2 separate regions of the Anser cygnoides genome follow, and region 2 is linked to region 1. The links are chromatin contacts, called in public Hi-C maps. All regions are on one chromosome and are shown on one strand. Each heading gives the region's core, a stretch centred on a gene start, on an enhancer-like site or on the middle of the called end of the contact. The rest is flanking DNA. Distances are from core to core; before and after follow the strand shown.

The links. Hi-C and Micro-C count contacts between places; a contact is called where the count stands out from the background.
Region 2: a contact with region 1 is called in a Hi-C map of liver, with 2.5 times the contacts expected there. The contact joins the promoter of ZNF346 here to the promoter of LOC106032875 in region 1. A contact is called at or near these places in 2 of 7 Hi-C or Micro-C datasets (both in liver).

What each region holds. Positions count from the first base shown.
Region 1 is chr14:9,001,943-9,007,356 of Taihu_goose_T2T_genome, forward strand. LOC106032875 (ovoinhibitor-like) reads right to left here and starts at 3,093. Exons shown (of 25, transcript XM_013176081.3): 1 at 2,964-3,093; 2 at 2,158-2,177; 3 at 1,179-1,315; 4 at 933-993; 5 at 698-831; 6 at 205-265. The coding sequence starts at 3,018.
Region 2 is chr14:9,293,320-9,298,733 of Taihu_goose_T2T_genome, forward strand. It overlaps ZNF346 (zinc finger protein 346), which reads left to right and starts at 3,377. Exons shown (of 6, transcript XM_067005407.1): 1 at 3,377-3,713; 2 at 4,175-4,273; 3 at 5,274-5,414. The coding sequence starts at 3,531. UIMC1 (ubiquitin interaction motif containing 1) reads right to left here and starts at 3,229. Exons shown (of 13, transcript XM_067005403.1): 1 at 3,086-3,229.

The sequences.
Region 1 (5,414 bases), core at 1,843-4,342:
CTTTGATGTGGAATATACGGAATGACCCTCTCTTTGGGACAGGGAGGATGCAAAAAACACCCGCACTGGGCAGAAAGCCAGAGGATGGACTGGGTCCCTTGCAAGTCCTGTCATACCATACTCTTGCAGTTTCCTAGAGAAATCACTGGGATTCTCTCTGTAAAACAGCCCTAAGAGAGAGATTTTGATTTCTATTGCACTTACTGAGACAACATCCACCTTGCATTCTCCATCATGCATTTTGGTAATGTTGGTGTGATGTTCTCTGGAAGAAAGAGGTTCTTTGGTTAGGGAGCCTTGAGAATAACTTTTCCTGTCTCCCTCTAACCACTGGGACAAGAAAGGCCCCACCCACCACATAGGACACAGCAACTGGCTGAGTTGTCTGGATGCACCCCACGGATAGTAGCAACCACTTGCTGAGCAGAAAATGCATGGTATTTCCATATCACATGGTATTAGGAGCAACAGTTTGATCTGTTCATGGTTCTGCTCTGGCTCTTTTGTGATCCCCCTCATGAGCACAGAGAGAGAATGGGGAAGAAAACTGAAGTTGGCTGGAGAATTACAAGCAGCCAGCTTCAAAGTGATTCACCGAGACACCTGTCTTAAGAAAGCCTGGTGTTTTACAGAAGTGTTTCCAAGAGCCTTAGCTATTGCTAATTATCCAGAAGGATGTTCTGCAGAAAAGACTTACGCGTTATAGGCGCAAATCCCACATTCGTTGTCATAAGTGAAGCTATCTGAGCCACAGACTGGTTGCAGAATCCTTGGGCAGGCTACCAGGACACTACCACCTTTTGCAGTTTGTCTGTATTTGGTGCAATCAATCTGTAAAAATAGCAGGAATAGATAAAAAAAAAAATAATTAAATAAAATTAAGTCTTTATGGACAACAGCAGAGCAAGACATTGTCTTACTGTTGTGCATACCGTAACATGATCTGGCCTGCACTCTCCATCATAGTCCTTCTCTACGTTTGTCCTGTGCTCCCTAGAAGAAAGTAGACCTGTGTCAGGAATTGTGCAGAGCAGTCGTCACCTCCCGGCTGGCAGTGTCAACACCTTGGTGCTAACTCACATGCTCCTCTGCACAGCCCACCTTTGGGGGACGGAGCTGCCACCCTTACCCCAAGTCCCCTACCTTGCCGCTTCTGCGGGGTTTCCAGCAAAGCTCACCTGTTGTGGAGGCAGATCCCACACTCGTTGCTGTACGTGGAGCCATCGGTGCCGCAGACTGGCTGCAGGTTCCTTGGGCAGGCCACCCAGAGGGTCCCATCCTTGCCGATGCTGCTGGAATACTGGCTGCAGTCAACCTGTGAAAGCAGCACAACATCAGCCCCAAGGTCAGCTCCTGCCCAGAAAGGACAAGCCACACAGCCTCCCACCTCCTGCAGCAGTGCCCACAGCTCCAGCCGGGAGGAAACCCAGAGGTATCATTTTGAACCTGCTCAAGCTGTCAAGAGCAGGGAAACTTCTCTACAGAAGTTTTTGATTACGCCTTCCTGCTGGGGGCTGGTGGAGGCACGACATGGAGGAAGGACAGCTGTGGGAGAGACGGTGCCTAATGAAGGCATCTGGTAACTGGGAGCCTGGCCGTACTCCATAGCCCCTCAGCTCAAAATCTGATCGTTTCCAATCATGCTACAGTCTCTGGTGAGTTACAGGAGTCTCGTAACTGCGTGGGAAGAACCTGCAGACAAATCCATCATGCGGACCCCGCCGTTTTCCTCAACCCAATATAAGGATAGAAAAGAACACAATACTGTGGGTCTTACCATATAGAAAAAAATATCAGAATCATGGTCTTTGATGCTTTCAAGCATATCGTCTTAAGACAACTTTCCTCTTGAGGAGGTAATATACTGCCTTTTGACTCGGAGTAACTCAATTATATTTAAGAGTTATTATAATAGGATTGTATAATTACTTCTTGCTTTCTTCATTTTACTTAATGAACTGAAAATAGTATAAATGGGGGGGTGTTTTACTTTCTCATGATTCGGCAATATCATTCAATCATGCACTGGCAAATATTATTTGAACAGCCAGGATTTCATTAGATTTAATCCACTTGCTCATCAGGTAATTATATACTGTTCCTATTTTACGAGAAGCTCAGAATAGAACAGAATAAATGGAAAAATCTGTAACTCACCTCAATTCCAAAGGTAATATCTAAAAGAAAAGTAGAGAGAGAAAAGAAAAAAATACATATATATTGATGTGCAGAGATGACATGCAAATCTTCCTATGAAACAATTAAATTCAGCGACTTGTCGATTGGTTTATTGCGTTTAAGAAAATGTAGTCTTACATTATGTTAGTAAGTGGTCATAAGATGAATTAAAAGTTACTAAATAAAGTTTCATTCCACTTCTGATGGCAGATAGAAGGGGGGAGACCACATGTATTAATCGGTTCCTAAGACATTACGGGGAAGTGATATAGGCATTTTCAATTCTGCACTCTGAGTTTAACCTCTTCTAAAAGATTTTGTATTTGATTTCCAGAAGCTCAGATGTGCATTTAAGATGGCTTTCGATCACCGGCACTATCCATCCCAAGACACAAACTTCTCAGTTACCGGGGACGGCACAGTAAAGTTTACAGAGCGATTCTAGCCATTAAAGTTTGCGCTTATGTTGCTCACATGGACACGGATGCCATTGCAAACAGCTTTGCTCTGCCCTTGTACCCAGTAGTTCCACATGCAAGCTCCTGCCATGCACTAAGACTGCTGCCTCAGCAATTTCCTCCTATAAACCAAGATGAAAGCAGTCATCTGCATGAGGTTTGCTGAAACCTGGATCTGTCAGTCTAATTATTTGCTACACTCTCAGGAAGAATATTCCTTCATGGAATAAGGCTGTCCTGCACATTACAAGACCGCAGTACTTTTGCTGATCGCCCAGCCACTGGTTCAGCTAAAGCAACCTATGCAATAGGACAGGAAACACTCACCTAAGAAGCAGCAGAGGGCTACAGCCGCTCTCACAAAGAGCCCGGTGGTCTTCATGGCAGACAGCAGCAGTGCCACTACAGCCCGCTCGCTCTCGGTGTGGGAGAGGAAGGGCACAGGTAGAAGTGGGAATATATAGCGAACTGTCATATCAAATGGTCCCACCTTATGATGTAACACCCAATCTGTCATCAGCACGGGAAACCAAAATGTATTTACCCAGCTCTGGATTTCTAGCTAATGATTGACGTGGGCACGTATGCCAGGAAGGGGCCTTTTGTGTGGCTTGAGGGGAACCAGCAAGTGGAGAGCGTGCCAGGGCCCCTCCGCTCCCGGATCTGCCCCAGCACATTGCAGGCTCTCATTTACCCTACGATTGAATAAATGCAATTAGGTTTTTCTCCTCTGCTGTAGTTTTCAACCAAGCTCCTAGCTGGTAGCCAAAACCCTCGTTATTTCACCTTGGAGCATGATTTTGCACTCTTCACTGCTACCTTCCATGTCAGTTTGAGCCTGGGCACTTGCAGCCCAGAAGGTTACCCCATTCTCTCTGGGAGAAATCCTGTTCTTCTGCCTTTAAAAAAAAACTCAGCAGAGATCTACTCCATGTACCAACTTTCTCTGTATTAAGGCAAGGAACAAAGCCATGAAGTTCGGTCCCAAATCCATCTTTTTGGCTGTTCACTGATAACTCCTGTGGTACCCTTTGTTCACACACTACCACCTCCCCTGTTGCCCGTTCCTGACCCACCTCGCCAAGCCTAAATGACACCATCCCACGGGGTAACAGGTCAAACGCTTTTGCTGTCTGGATAGACTAGATCTACTGTACTTCCTTTATCTAGGAAGTCAGCCAACTTTGTAAAGATTGATATTAGCCCATACACGATTATCTTCCGGCACATTCATAGCATACATTAATCATTCCTTTACACTTCATGTCTTGTTTTCTTCAAGCTTCAACTGAAGGTTTGCCCAGCATTAAAGTAACACAGCTTAGATCAGTCCTGAACATGTTTTTCTCCTTTATTTAAGCAGATTTTTGTCAATTCTATAGATTGGTCTCAAAACAAGTCTCCTCAGTTGGGATCCTAGATTTTCCAAGTTTTTAAGTTTTAATCTTTCATATTCTGTACTCAGTAGTAAAAATCCTTATTTACAGATCTATTTTTGGCATGATTTAAACAGAGTGAGCTCAGCTCAGTATTATTTTTCTAAGAGGAGGACATCAACACCCTTCTCACTTGAAAAGCAAATCCACAATAACATGATTTGGGGGATTACTTAATCGAAAATTCTGTTTGCTCCTCATATCCAGGAGCTCTGCTAACATTAGTAGTTTGCAGTGTGCATCTACAAAGTTAAAGTCTCCCCAGATACCAACATTTCCAGCTATGTTGATGCCTAGTGATGTTACAGAGGTCTCTATTCATGTATCTTGCTTTCGTTACTTCCCCGAAATTCAGCCTAGATATCTCCTGCCCTGTCCCTTATCTCAACAACACCAAGTGTCAAGGACTCCAGAGCTTTGGACCAACACAGCTCTCAAGTACAAGGACCTCTATTCATCCTGATCACCATATCCATCTTTCTCAGGGCTTATTGAAGCCAACTCTATCATCAATTAATGCTGCCTGTCAGAGGAAAATGCAACTTGACAACTTAATTGCCAGACTCCGTAAAAGCTGTCACGGTCAAGCAAATCCCTGCCAATGTCCACAAAGATGACACCTGAACCTTATCGGCAAGGAGACATTATTTGCAAACCAAATCTGCAGTTAAAATAGATTGACTCAGCACGTTCTGTCAAGATCACAGCAATTGTCTTCCAGATGAGTTATTAAATTCGGGGAATGTTTGCAATAGGAGATGGATTAAAGGGACAGAATAAAAAACACCTGTCGGTGATCTAGGGGAGGAACTGGGATCTAGAAAACAACACTTCAGCCGTAGCCCATGTCTGCTGCCCCCCGCCTCAGCTGCAATGCAGTGCTCGTTCACCCACATGGGCCAAGAAAGGATGTGACCCCTTTGAGGCCAGAAGGCAATGAAGCCAACCCATCTGTTTTTCAGAAATATATGCAGAATTTTTTTTTCTGTTTCCCATCCACAAACCAAGTGTGCAGATGTCAATACACCTGTGCTAACACTGAGGTATTTCTTTTAGGACTTTCAGCATCAAGGGAAAGTGTGAATTTTCATGTTTTTTTTTTTTTTATTTTTTAACTTGCAACAAGTTGCATCTACATCTTACTGTTTTGAGTGACCCACTCAAGTGGAGTTGGTCATACCTTCATTTTGAGGAAAGTTTTGGAGATCTCTTCCAGCTCCCTGTCTTGTGCTGCAGTCCTGGTTGGATGGCTGGCCAGCAGGAGGTCCCCTGCAGCAGACTGGAGCAGGGCAGGTCCAAGGGCCTGGACAAGAGCTCCATGTACCAGGGAGACCCTTGCAGG
Region 2 (5,414 bases), core at 2,127-4,626, 290 kb after region 1:
AGGATCGGGACGAGATCCCGGTGGGTGAGAGCAGCGGGGCGGCACACGAAGTTAAAGCACCCTTTTCTTCGCCTTCGACGTCTGCCGTTCGGTTTGGCAGGTAACGTGGAGACGACATTCAGCGCTTCCCGAACCGTGCTCTGAAAGAGCCCGAGGAAGCAGGCTGAGCACCGGCAGGCTGAGCACCGGCAGGCTCAGCACCGGCAGCTCTGCCCGAGCTAGAAGGAACGGAACGGCCACAGAGCGGTTTCACAGCGAGCCCCTTGTTGCACCCCAGACAAGGCAGAGCTGGAGAGGCAATTCGAGCTGGCCGGTTCCCAGCCCAGTGTCCTTCCCGGGATCGTTCTGCCTTCCTTCGCGATCACTGAAATAGCTCAGATGCGCTGCTCAGAGCTAAAATAAGAGTAAGACAAGGCGCAACAAAAGACCCTGCGTTACCCAGTACGGAGCCAAACCCTCTCCTGTAACACCGCAAGCTGCAGCCAGCGCTGCGTGTAGGAACACCAGGAAGCAAGAAGTCCAAAACCCACATTAGCACCGAGAACAGCGGTGTGCTCCTCCATCTACTGTCAGAGGCAGCAAGCTAAGAGCAAGAGGAGCACACGCACTGCCGCTGTGTTTTCTGCAGCTCGCCACGGCTCCCTTAACCTCTCTGTCTCCCTTTCTCTGCAAATCCAAGCACACACATGCGTAGAGACAAAAGATGATTGTCCTGGTGAGCAAGGACTGGCACCGAAGGCTTGCTGAGCCCTCTAAAGACAGAATCTCGTACAAATCGCACGCGTGGCTCCAGAAGTGACGGCGACCATCGCTGCAGCCCAGAAATGTTTGTGCTTACAAAGGGGAAATAAAAACAAGCACTGCTCTTTAGAAAAGCATCATCTCTTGCAAAACAAAGCTGTTTTGCTCCAGCTGAGCTGAACTTTGGCTTTTGTCGGAAAATCCTTATTATACTTTCTCCATTTTTTTTTTTTTTTTTTTTTTTTTAATCTTTTGCTCCACACGGTTTCTTGTCCCTCTGCCCAGAGAGATGAACCAAGCCTCCCACCCAGCTGCTGAGAACTGCCCCCACGAAGGGAGTCCACCTAGGTGGAGAGCACTCCTTTATCAGCAGAGAGACACATCCGCAGGCAGCCTTTTCTGGCACGATGTCTGGTCCCCAGTACGTGAGCCTAGGCAGGGTCACTATTTTTGGAGAGAAAGCCTGTAAACCACTTAAACAAAAGCAAACAGCAACAAGCAACTGCCACGTTTTTTTTTTTATTATTATTGTTTTTTTTAAATCCACTCTGGTATCACAGCTCCCCTCTATGCGATAGATCTTCTGCCTGATGCACTGTGCTAAATAAGAGATCGCTGAGAAATATCAGCTGGAGTTATGATGAGTCACCTACCTCCAACATTTAAAGAAGAGAAGAAAAAAAATGTAAGAGATGTAACCACACAACTCCCACAAGGCTTCTGAAAATGAAGGGACTCATGGCAAAAAGAGTCTCTGTAAACGTAACTAAGGGAACAAGACAAGTAAGAGATCACTTGTAGCTGCGCTAGTCTGAGGCTGTGAGTAGGAGAGCAGTAATAGCTTTTATTAGACGAGCTGATATCGGTACGGGAAGGGAACAAGCCTCGCAGCACGCCCCCCTTCCCCAGGTAAGGGAGCCAGGCGCACAAGCTGTGTTTTGCTTTTAGCGCTCTGCCCAAGTACCTGCGGAGGGGATGTCTGCTCTCAGGTTCAGCGAAAAAGGCCGGCCTGCACTACCTAAACCTACCTTTGCAGTTCGGCTCGCGGATTCCTTTCGCAATTTTTCTCTTTTTACAACTTTGAATTCGAGAGAATTTCTTTGTAAACGCTCTGACAGCAAAGGTGACCTCCTGACAAGGGCCTCACACACGCCGCGCTTCTCCGGTCGCATTTTTAGGGATATCCTTGAAGATCCCCAACTTGTGATTATTTGTCATTTTCCCTCTCATCTATCATTTTGATGAATCAGAAAGCAATTACCGACAGAATAATTCTAAATCTTGACACTGCAGCTACAGACCTGCCAAGCTGTGACAGCTTGAAAAATGCTTGAAAACGAAGCCAAAAAATGAATGACTCTCATCCCCGGATGAGTTTTCTGAGCCGCTCGAGACACAGGCTGTCGCTTCGTAAACAACCCCCCCGCCTCCCCGGGAAGAGGCACGATGCTCGCGGGCAGCAAGAGCCCCGCTCGCACGGGTCAGCGCCGCACGGTCCCTGCGAACGCCAGCCCCGGCCCCTCCGCTCGCCCCCGCCGCGCCGGGAGCGGCTGACGGTCAGGACACCACGGTCCACAGCACCCCGGTGGGGGGGACACGGGGGTTGTTTACGGGATTTATCCGTTCGCAGAAACGGGCTCTTCGTAGAAGGAAGGCGGCGGAAGGCCAAGGCCGACCGCTGCCAAGCTCCGCGGGAGATGCTGACTGCTCAGCTACCCAAAGCGAGCCCGCGCCAGCCCCGTGGGCAGCGCCTTTCTCCAAGGGGAGGCGTGGGGGGGGGGGAGCAGAACCCTCCCCGCAGCACCCCGCCACCCCACGGCACCCGTCACCCCGCAGCACCCCGCCACCCGCCCAGGCCCCCCGTCCCCTCGCCCACAGGTGCCATCGCAGGGCCCTCGGGCACGGCGGGCGCTGCAGGGACGTGGCGGGGCTGTGAGGAGCTGGGTGGGGGCTGCCCAAAAAGGGCCCCCCCGGGGAGGAACTGGGGCGTAGGCGGGGATGGGGTCGGTTATAGAAAAAATAAACCGAGGGGGGGCAGCGCTGGGGATGGCATGGAGGCAGCCCGGGGGGGGGGGGGGGGGGGGGGCAGGAGCCGGCCCCAGCAGCGCTGCAGGGCCGGGGGGGGGGGGGCGGCACCGGGACCCCTCCTCGGGGGAAAGCGCTGGGGCACGGCCCCGTGGGCACCCCGCGGGGCTGCGGCCTGCCGGCGGGGCAGCCCCGGGTCCGCAGCGGCCCCTCGTCGGGGCACGGCCGCACACCGGGCCCGGACACCCCCAACCCCCCCCGGCCCCGCTGACCGCCCCCCCCCCCGGGCCGGGCCGACCCCGCTCAGCGGGTCTCTTACCCGCACTCAAGTTGGCGGCGGAGGCCTCATTGCCCTCAACCAAGATGGCGACGGCGGCGTCGCGTCACGTGGCCGGGAGGGGAGATGAGGTGAGGCGGGCGGCGCCATGTCGTGTGAGGGCGGCGGCGGCGGGGCTGGTAGAGGGGGACCGAGGGGAGCGGGAGGCAGGGGACGCAGGGGACCGAGAAGATGGCGGGGACGAGGGGCAGCCGCCTCTCGGAGCCCCTCAAGGGCCGCTGGTGCGCCCCACGGCTTCTCGTGACTGATTTTAACTGGAAATAAACATCAGGGCGCGGCGTGACTTCATTCCGCGCTCCCCGCGCCGCCGCAGGACGCTTTAAACGCCGCTCCCGCTCCTCGCCCCGCCGCCTGCACCGCTCCATGGCGCCGCTCAGCCCCCGCGCGGCCGACACCGGCCCGCCTCCCTCCGCTGCCCACAACCAACATGGCCGCCGCGGCCTCCCTCCGCCAGCACGTGACGGCGCAGGAAGCCTCCTCCCCCCCCCGCGCCGTTGCTAGGCGCGCGGAGATCTCGCGAGAGCTGCTGTGGCGGCGGCGGCGGCCAAGATGGCGGACGGGGCGGGTAGCAACGGGGACGCCGCGGCGCTGCCGGTGGGCAGGGAGGCAGGTGAGGGGAACCGGGGGCGGCGAGGGGAACCGGGACGGGGCCGGGAACGGGGCCCGGCCCCGGCCGTGAGCGGGCTGACCGCGGTTGTGTGCCGGCAGTGGAGCGGCTGATCCGGGAGAACGGGCACATCTTCACCGAGGCGCAGTGCAAGGTGTGCAGCGCGCTGCTCATCTCCGAGTCTCAGCGGCTGGCGCACTACCAGGTGAGCCACGGCACCGGGCGGGACGTACCGGGCCGTTCCGGGCCGTGTCCCGCTGTACCGGGCCATAACGGGCCATACCCCTATGTGTTGGGCCGTACCGGGCCATAACGGACCGTGCTAGGCCGTGTCCCGCTGTACTGGGCCGTACCGGGCCCTATCCCTATGTAACAGGCTGTACTGGGCCATGCCGGGCAGTACCGGGCCGTGCCCTGCTGTACCGGGCCGTACCAGGCTGCCCCAGCCGCTTTCTGCCCCGCAGAGCAAGAAGCACGCCAACAAGGTGCGGCGGTACCTGTCCATCCACGGCGAGGACGAGCTGGCGCCCGGCAAGAGGATGAAGGTGGACGCTAATAAGCAGGTGAGGCAACGCGCCCAGCCTTCCAGGTCCGTCACGGTGGGTCTCAGCTAAATGCTGCCAGGCAGCCCATGCGCTTGTGTGAGAGTGAAGGAAGAAGGCAGCCCTGGGAAGGGCTCTGTGCTCCTGTGGCTGTGCCTCGTCCCGGTGAGTATGGTTCCCATTGCCTTATTCACTTAAAGGAACTCACACTGCCTCTTACTGAAAGTCTCCCTGTGAATTACGTGAATAAAACAGGGTAAAGTAAATAGGAGCAGCAAATTCATGAATAAAAAGCCAGGAATATCATTGCACCTGCATGACATTTAATTTCATTACAACTATTTCCAGGGTTCATAACTAACTGGACTCTTTCTGGCACAACTCTGTTTTTACTTATTTCGGTTTCTTCAGCCGGTGGCTGGAGCCTGTTGGTCAGCGAGAGGAGCACATTCCACCCTGCCATCTGTCTGCCCCGCGACTCATTTGGGAAACAGATTCTACTCTTATGATTGCTTCAGCTTTAATCCCTAACCCTCAAACATTTGTAGTGGGGGTGGAGGGGGGGATAAAGGAGGATGCCTTCGCACATAGTGTTAGGCTTAGAAATGACTGCTGCTGCCTGCTCGGCCAGCATCGTGTTGCCGATGACCCAGCTGATAGTGGTGTTTGTGTTGCGTGGCTCACACCTTGTGGAGAGCAGAAGGCTGGCTGATCCAGTGCTGGCAGCCCCGTGGTTAACCTTGTTCTCAGCCCATACAAGCCAGGACAGGCAGCCCCTCTCCCTAGAGCGGTTCGCTAGGATGACAAAGAAGTAACGTGAAGCAGGAAGGCTGTCCAGTCAATGGGAGGACAGTGCAGCACCATGGAACAGTCAAATTTCCAACTTCGCATCTCAGTGTCTCAGATTATTTTGTTTTCTCAAATGCCTTAGCGTTCTTTCTTGTAACAAGAACGCTGAGCAAGATGAACTCCCGAGGTGCCTTCCAACCTCAGCCATTCTGTGGTTCTGTGTGCGCAGGAGAGCAAGCAGGAAGGCAGCAACGGGGAGGATAGGAACAAGTGCTGCCCCATCTGTAACATGACCTTCTCCTCTCCGGCTGTGGCAACGTCTCACTACCTGGGGAAGACGCACGCCAAGAACGTGAAGCAGCAGTCCCCCAAA